Regions from separate parts of the Sus scrofa genome. Here region 1 is linked to region 2. A link is a contact called in public HiChIP or PLAC-seq data. All regions are on one chromosome and are shown on one strand. The core of a region is the stretch at or near the end of the contact, and the rest is flanking DNA. Distances in the headings are between cores, read along the strand shown.

Region 1 (3,631 bases), core at 164-2,663, 430 kb after region 2:
AGGGTGGGGAGGAAGGTTCGAAATTGAAATCTGTGGTGACCTTGTGTATACGCGAAGCTCAAGTCTACTACGCCCAGTTCTATCGAGGGGCGTGCGATACGGAAAGGTAAATGGCTAGTCCTTTGTATCTGCACAACCGTGCTTCTGATAGGATACTTTTGCAAAACACCGCATTTTTCCAGTTCTCTCAAATTTAAATGTAGGAATTAATACCCACAGGCAACTCTAATTTGCGTTACAACACCAGATTCTCCCCATTTCTCTCTCCCTGTAATATTTGACCAACTTCTTTAAAATTACATGGTTTTCTAGATTATTTAATTTTTAACCATTACAAGAATATTGCATTTATTAGAAGACCAAATTGGAGTTTAGAAAAATAACCGTTTTCTATTATGCTTTGCTTTGGGCCTGAGGATTCTGTGTAGCTCCAAAAGAAGCTTAGGGCTTTCTTCGTTTGTAATATCCAGAATTTACTTTCTTATGTTTCTAAGCAGTCACCCTTAGAGGAGACAGCATGAGGAATTCATCTTTTTTTTACCGATGGCATTGAAATATTTGTGAAATTTAAAAATTGTGACTGTAGTTCTGATTCATGGGTTATCCAGGAAATCTGAGAAGACAGGTGAGAGATGAAAGAACATTTTGTTAAACACTCTCAGTGCTGTGAAGGTTATTCCTGCATATTTTTCAAGTATCAAAGGTTTCTTAAATTATTAACCACTAAAATTCTAATTTTGCTTGGTTAGCAGCTACCTAGCCATGCTTTCAGCTTACCATTGTGGTGATACATAGGCAATAGTGTCTTCCTCACCTAGTCAGTGCATTTAAATTTCTCAGTAATCATTAGCAAACTGGTAAACCATCGTAAGCCCTGTTTCCCCTCTAAATTATCAGTTTAGATTACTGGAACCCTGAGAGCCTATAACGAGACAGGAATCCAAGATGATTCATTTGTTTCAAGAGTTATGTTGTCATTCCCCATCCCTGTGGCTAATTGTAGTTGTACAGAATTGATAAATCACCTATCATTACATTGTATGCTTTACTCTGTTCTACTCTAGGGAATAGCTACTTTACAAAGAAGATTACTGTAACCCAGAGAAGCTAGGTAACTTGCCTAAAATCATACAGCGGGGACACCGTAGAGCTAGGATTTGCACTTAGGTAAATCTGATCTTAGAGCTGTGTTCTTTCCATTGCATCACAGGGACAAGTCAGTACTTTCTTGGGCTTAGTAATATATTTTATTTTAAATCAATTGTAATTTTAATTTAAATAGCCACATATGGCCATTGGTGACTATATTGGACAGTGCAGCCTTTGCCAATGATGTTATTCCCTTTTTTCAAAGGAGAAACTGGCTCAGAGAAATTAATGAAGCCCAAGTTCACACAATTTTATAAAAAAATTTTTTTTGAGCAAAAAAAAAAAAGTTTTAGGAATGTTAATTTGTCAGTGAATATAGAATGAATGGGGGAGAAGGAGAAAAACAGGCCAAGAGAACTGAGAATCTGACTTGAGTATTTATGCAGGTAACTAGGAGGAAGCATGGTTGCAAATGACTGGAGGTAGAATTGCCATCACTTAGTGACAACGTGTGAAGGATTGGAAGAGAGAATCTAAGGTTACCGTGAGGCCTTAGAATCTGGATAGCTGGAAAAATGGCAATATGTACAGATCTTCCTCCATTTATAATAAGGCTCCATCCTAGTAAACCCATCGTACACTGAAAATTGCCCAAGTCGAAAACCCATTTAATACATCTAGCCTATGGGAACATGGTGGTTTAGCTGAGCCTACCTTAAACGGGCTCAAAACACTTACATCAGTCTATAGGTGGGTAAAATCATCTAACACAAAGCCTATTTTATAACAAAGTGCTGAATATCTCATGTAATTTATTGAATACTGTACTGAAAGTGAAAGACACAATGGTTGTATGGCTACAGAATGGTGGTGAGTGTATCGGTTGTTTACCCTTGTGATTGTGTGGCTGACTGGGAGCTGCTGATGCCCAGCTGTCACAGGAGTATGTACCACATATCACTAGCCTGGGAAAAGATCAAAATTTGAAGTATGGTTTCTACTGAATGCTTGTTGCTTCTGTACCATCATAAAGTGGAAAAGAATCTAAGTTGAACTATCGTTAAGTCAGGGATCACCTGTACTGTTTGGTGAAATAGGAAAATCATGAACCTTTTTGAGGCTTAAGATTTGATTTGAGCTATTTGTCCTTTCAAAAAATATTTATTGAATAATTATTATGGGCAAGGCCCTTTTCTCTGCTTGGGTGGAAAAATAGAATCCCTCATCAGGGATTTTATTCGCTTCAGACACTCTCCCAAATTTTGATCCTATAGAAGATAATGAGCTGTAAGAGATGTGCAAACTAAATGTCTCAGAGGAGGGGCTGTTTATCTGCAGATGCAAAGGGAATAGGAAAGGTTGTGTGTGGAAGATGGTATTTCAGCTTGACTTTGAAGAATAGGAAGGATTTGGACGTGCAAAAACAAAGGAGGAGATTATGCTTCCAGCAATGTGGTGGACAAAATGTTTTGAAAATCCCTTTTGCCAAACTACCCAAATGCTGAATAAATTATATTAGCTTTTTAAATGCATAGCAGTTCATGTAGAAAAGAAAGGGAAATTCCCAGGGCTAAAAAGTCAAGAGAGCTGAAACCAGAGCAGGAAACTTGCTGCCTGTCTCTTTTGGGGCCTTTGTCTGAGAGCAGAAATAAAGTACCATTAAGGGTAAATGATAGGCTCCCCCTGCCCCCCACCCAAGGTAGAGAGATGGGATTCATACTCCTTTCACCTCCCATATATATAACTCCAGGAGACACCATTCATGGAAAATAGTTTGTGTAGATGATTCTTGTGTGTCAGGGGATGATTCTTCATAAAAAAATGAAATGTAGATATTTCCACTCGTGGCCCTGGAGAACCACCTTCCCCTAAATCAGCCAGAATCCTCAGAAATCTATGCACTCAATGAAAAGGAGCTAGAAAACAAAAAAAGTAACTCCTTGCTGGCAAAGGAGGATCACAAAGAAATTTGTTAATTTTCATCGCAGCCCCAGGTAGAGGAATAAAGATACGACATAAGAACTTGAATCTTCAGGATCTGTCGTCACTCAGATTTACGGTTCAAATTTTCTTACCTGCATGGGCTAAAAAACCCCTGGAAGTCAAGAAATTAAAATTGGCCGAGGTTGGTAATGTGCCACAGTGCCTGGCAGAAATAAATAAAGACCCTCTCTGGAATATTTCACCCTCAATCTAAGCGTTTTAGAATATTCCTCATTAAGATCACTCAAGCACAAGCTCATAGTCAAAAACCAAAAAACACACGTGCAAGGATTGACAGAACCAACAAATAAGGAACTAGACTCCTACTAAAGGTTTTAGATTCGAATTTATCATAAACAAAATAACATTTAAAGAGATAAAAGGAGAAACGTGAAAGATTTTAGGGGTTATTCAAAATTTATGGAAATTAAGAGTTACTGTCCCAGAAACTTTTGCTGGGGAAAGGAACCTGGCTTAGAATTGTCACTAAGTAGAGGAGTAAACTTAATGGAATGTTAAGGGCTGCCAAGAAAAAAAAGAACAGAAAAGAGGAGATTAT
Region 2 (3,623 bases), core at 982-3,481:
TAGTTATATTAATGAGAACTTTTCCCCATAAGATTGCAATACAAAATCACTCTTAAATCTTGTTCCCAAAGACCCAAATTTAGTCTATAAGGGTAGGTTTGTCATTCCTGAACTCAAACAGAAGATGAACAAAGGCTTTTGAACAGTTTTAATACGGAACTGAATACTCAGGGATTCCAGTTTACTTTTAAGACAACTACCCATGGTTGGCTTCAGAGGGTCCCTGAAACTGAATGCAAAATTTTGTGCAAAAATGCCTATTACCTCCTTCCTGAGGAGAGCATCTACACATTTCATTATATTCTCAAAGGTGTCAGTAGCCCAGAAAAGGTTAATAATTACTATTTTATATACTGGGAGCTAAAGGCCATATTCTAATTTGAGCTGCCTCTCAAAAGGATAGAAGATATGGAAATACCTAGACATATCTTTGTAATCATTCAATTCATTCAAGAAATATCAAGTGCCACAAAAACAAACAAACAAGAAAGACCAAGTGCCTAGCATGTGCCAGGCACTGTATGAACCTCAGTACCTTACACCTAATCACATTTTGTGGCACATAATTCAAAATACCGAGGAAACAAGATTTACTGAAACACCAGACTAAAAGAATTTCAATTAACGCAAATACAATTTCAAAACAGAAAGTAAGTGTTCAAGAAATCAAAATAAAGAAGCTCGAAACCTGATTTAGTGTCAATTATGTCAAAATAGTGCAGATTATCAATTACATCACAAGAGAAGAAAAACTACACACATGCATGCCCACCCCCACACTCTGACAGGAAACCAAAATAAAGTTTCCAAATCCTGTTTCCAGCAGCATCCCTTTAGAGACTGCCCTTCAGCATGCTTTTGAAGGTAGGAGCCCCACGTTAAAACTAAGAGCGGATACTTCACTCTTAACTGTGCTAAAAACAGAAAGAATTATCATCTCACACCCAGGAAGCAGAAAACTGTGGCCACCTGTACAGCTGTGACCCATTAACCTCCTGCCCTGTTATTCTCTTTCATTTCTTCTACCTTCCTCCCTTCGAAGCAGTGACAAAACCATTTTCCCTCCCCAAAAGGAATACATAACTCCTCGACGCTAGTTCTTTTTCCAAGAGGTCAAAAGGTCCCCTAAACTCTGGTTCTTAGCACCGTGAGCTGATTCCACTTTTCAGGCACAAGTGTCTTCCCCTCAAGTTCTCCCCACAGCAGTAAGTTACACAATTCAGCCGAAAACGCTGTCCTTAACTTCCTGAACCAGGGGGCAAAAGACACTCCTACCAGTCCCAGTTTGAAGGAAGACAAGAATCACACGGTGACCTCTGCACTAATAAAATTCAGGAAAGAAGCAGAGACCCAAGAAAAGCAACGCCCGAAAAGGCGAACACATGGCATGCCACGGAAGACGTTGGGCAAAGAGGGCGGGAAAGGGGCTGGGAAATGGAGTGGGGCGTAGAGATGTCAGCCCTGCGCACTGGGGGAATAAAGGAACGGGGGACCCCGAACCCTGACAAGTGAACACAGAGAGGACACTGCTCCGGTCTACCCTCACCTCTCCAGCAGACGAGGGAGGAACAGAAAATTCACCCAACCCTCCAACCCCCTCTGTGCTTGCCCCCCAAAGGGTGAGCTGGGTTTGAAGGAAGATCTGACCCTAGTCTGGGGACACGCAAGAAGAAAAAGGCAGCGATGTCCAATCTTCTACCTCCCTCGGGCAGTGAGGGGCGAGGGCACTGTGTCCGGGGAGATGGCGAGGGAAATAGGCTTGTGCCATGACACCTCGGGGAGTTGGAGGGTGGGGGACACAATGTCCTCTTTCTCTCCCACACCCGGCCCGGGCCCCTCCCGTCCCTCTCCCGCAGGCCCAGCCACAGTCCACCGGCTCGGTCCGCGGGCGTGGTTGGCTCTGGCCCCGGCGGCGGCGGCCGGGCCTCCCCAAGTCCTGGCCCCTCCCGCCGGCCAGGCCCCGGGCCGCCGCCCCGGACACCGAGGGAACGCAGAGGAGGAAGGGGGAGCCAGGGGACTGACCGGCAACAGGAGCCGCCTCAGCCCCGGCTCGGCCGACCCGCGCCCCCCGCTCCTTCTGAGGCCGGCTCCGGCTCCCCGCCCCTCACTCACCCCCCCGGTCCGGCGCCTCCTCCACCTCCTCCTCCTCCTCCTCCCTCCACTCGGCCGTGGCTCCTGCTCCGGCTCTGCGCGGCGACGGCGGCGGCAGCGGCCTCGAGAGCGGCGGCGGCGCCTCCAGAACGCGCACGCACGCAGCACGCAGGCCACGCCCCCAAGTCCCGCCCCGCCCCTCCGAGTCGGCGTCGGCAAGGTTTCGGCCCCGCCTTCCTTTTGGCGTTCCGGAGTCCGCTTAAAGGGGCCGCGCAGGAAGGGATGCGAGAGTTACGAACCGGGAGAGTTATGACCTGAGGAGAGGAGCGGGAGTTACGGTTTTGCCTTGGGCGGTTGGGTGCGGAAAGGAAATGAGGAATAGTCCGAAGATTCTGGAGTAATAGAATTTTGGACGGAATACAACCTTTTGATAAGTACTAATTGAACATCTCATATGTGACAGGCACAGGGAATAATGCCATTGGCAAGTAAAGGCCCTCGTAGAGCTTGCATTCTAGTGGGAGAGAGGAGACTGAAACAAACAAGTAGAACAAAAATTTCAGAAAGTGGAGTCCCCATCTTGGTTCAGGGAAACAAATCTGATTAGTAACGGTGAGGACGCAGGTTCGATCCCTGGCCTCGCTCAGTGGGTTAAGGATGCGGCATTGCCATGAGCTGAGCGGTAGGTCACAGACAAGGCTGGGATCTGGCATTGCTGTGGCTGTGGCATAGGCCAGCAGCTACAGCTCCAATTAGACCCCCAGCCTGGGAACTTCCATACGATGTATCTGCGGCTCTATAAAATCCAAAAACTAAAAAAAAAAAAAAAAAAAATCTCTTTTGGAGTTCCCGTCGTGGCGCAGTGGTTAACGAATCCGACTAGGAACCATGAGGTTGCGGGTTCGGTCCCTGGCCTTGCTAAGTGGGTTAAGGATCCGGTGTTGCCGTGACCTGTGGTGTAGGTTGCAGACACGGCTCGGATCCCACGTTGCGTGGCTCTGGCGTAGGCTGGTGGCTACAGCTCCGATTAGACCCCTAGCCTGGGAACCGCCATATGCCGCAGGAGCAGCCCAAGAAATGGCAAAAAAAAACCAAAAAAAAAAAAAAAAGTTCAGGAAGTGATAAGTGGTGTGAAGAAAAATAAAGCCAGGAATGGAGTGACTTTATAGATGGCCAGATATTGCCCCTCAGAGGAGACCTTTGAGCCCATAGTGTATGATATGAAGGAGTGGGCTTAGAAAATATGTGGGAGGGGAGAAGGCATAGGGGAGACCTTATAAGCTGAAAGAAAATCTCTGGCCTTAAGCTCAGAGTTGGGAACAGCCGAGCATGTAGCAAGAACAACAAATGGCCAGAATGGCTTGGGGTGATCAGCTAGCCAGAGAGTAGTAGTAGTTGGGCTGAGAGAGGTGCGGAAGAAGAGGTCAGGTCCAGTGGAGCCTCATGGGCTGTCACAAGAGCAGCAGAGAGCCATGGGAGGGTGAGCAGAGGAATGACCACATCTGATTCACAATTTTCAAAGTTACCATGGC

Evidence for each region. HiChIP or PLAC-seq counts read pairs in DNA pulled down with a chosen protein or histone mark.
Region 1: an H3K27ac HiChIP or PLAC-seq map of alveolar macrophages shows a contact between it and region 2. The contact joins the promoter of CEPT1 here to the promoter of RAP1A in region 2. A contact is called at or near these places in 1 of 47 Hi-C or Micro-C datasets (embryonic fibroblasts) and 1 of 2 datasets of contacts at active chromatin or transcription factors (alveolar macrophages).

The regions. Positions count from the first base shown.
Region 1 is chr4:109,184,084-109,187,714 of Sscrofa11.1, forward strand. It overlaps CEPT1 (choline/ethanolaminephosphotransferase 1), which reads right to left and starts at 1,414. Exons shown (of 9, transcript XM_021090044.1): 1 at 1-1,414. All of the region lies in intron 1 of DRAM2 (DNA damage regulated autophagy modulator 2), which reads left to right.
Region 2 is chr4:108,748,721-108,752,343 of Sscrofa11.1, forward strand. It overlaps RAP1A (ras-related protein Rap-1A), which reads right to left and starts at 2,232. Exons shown (of 8, transcript XM_021090035.1): 1 at 2,113-2,232.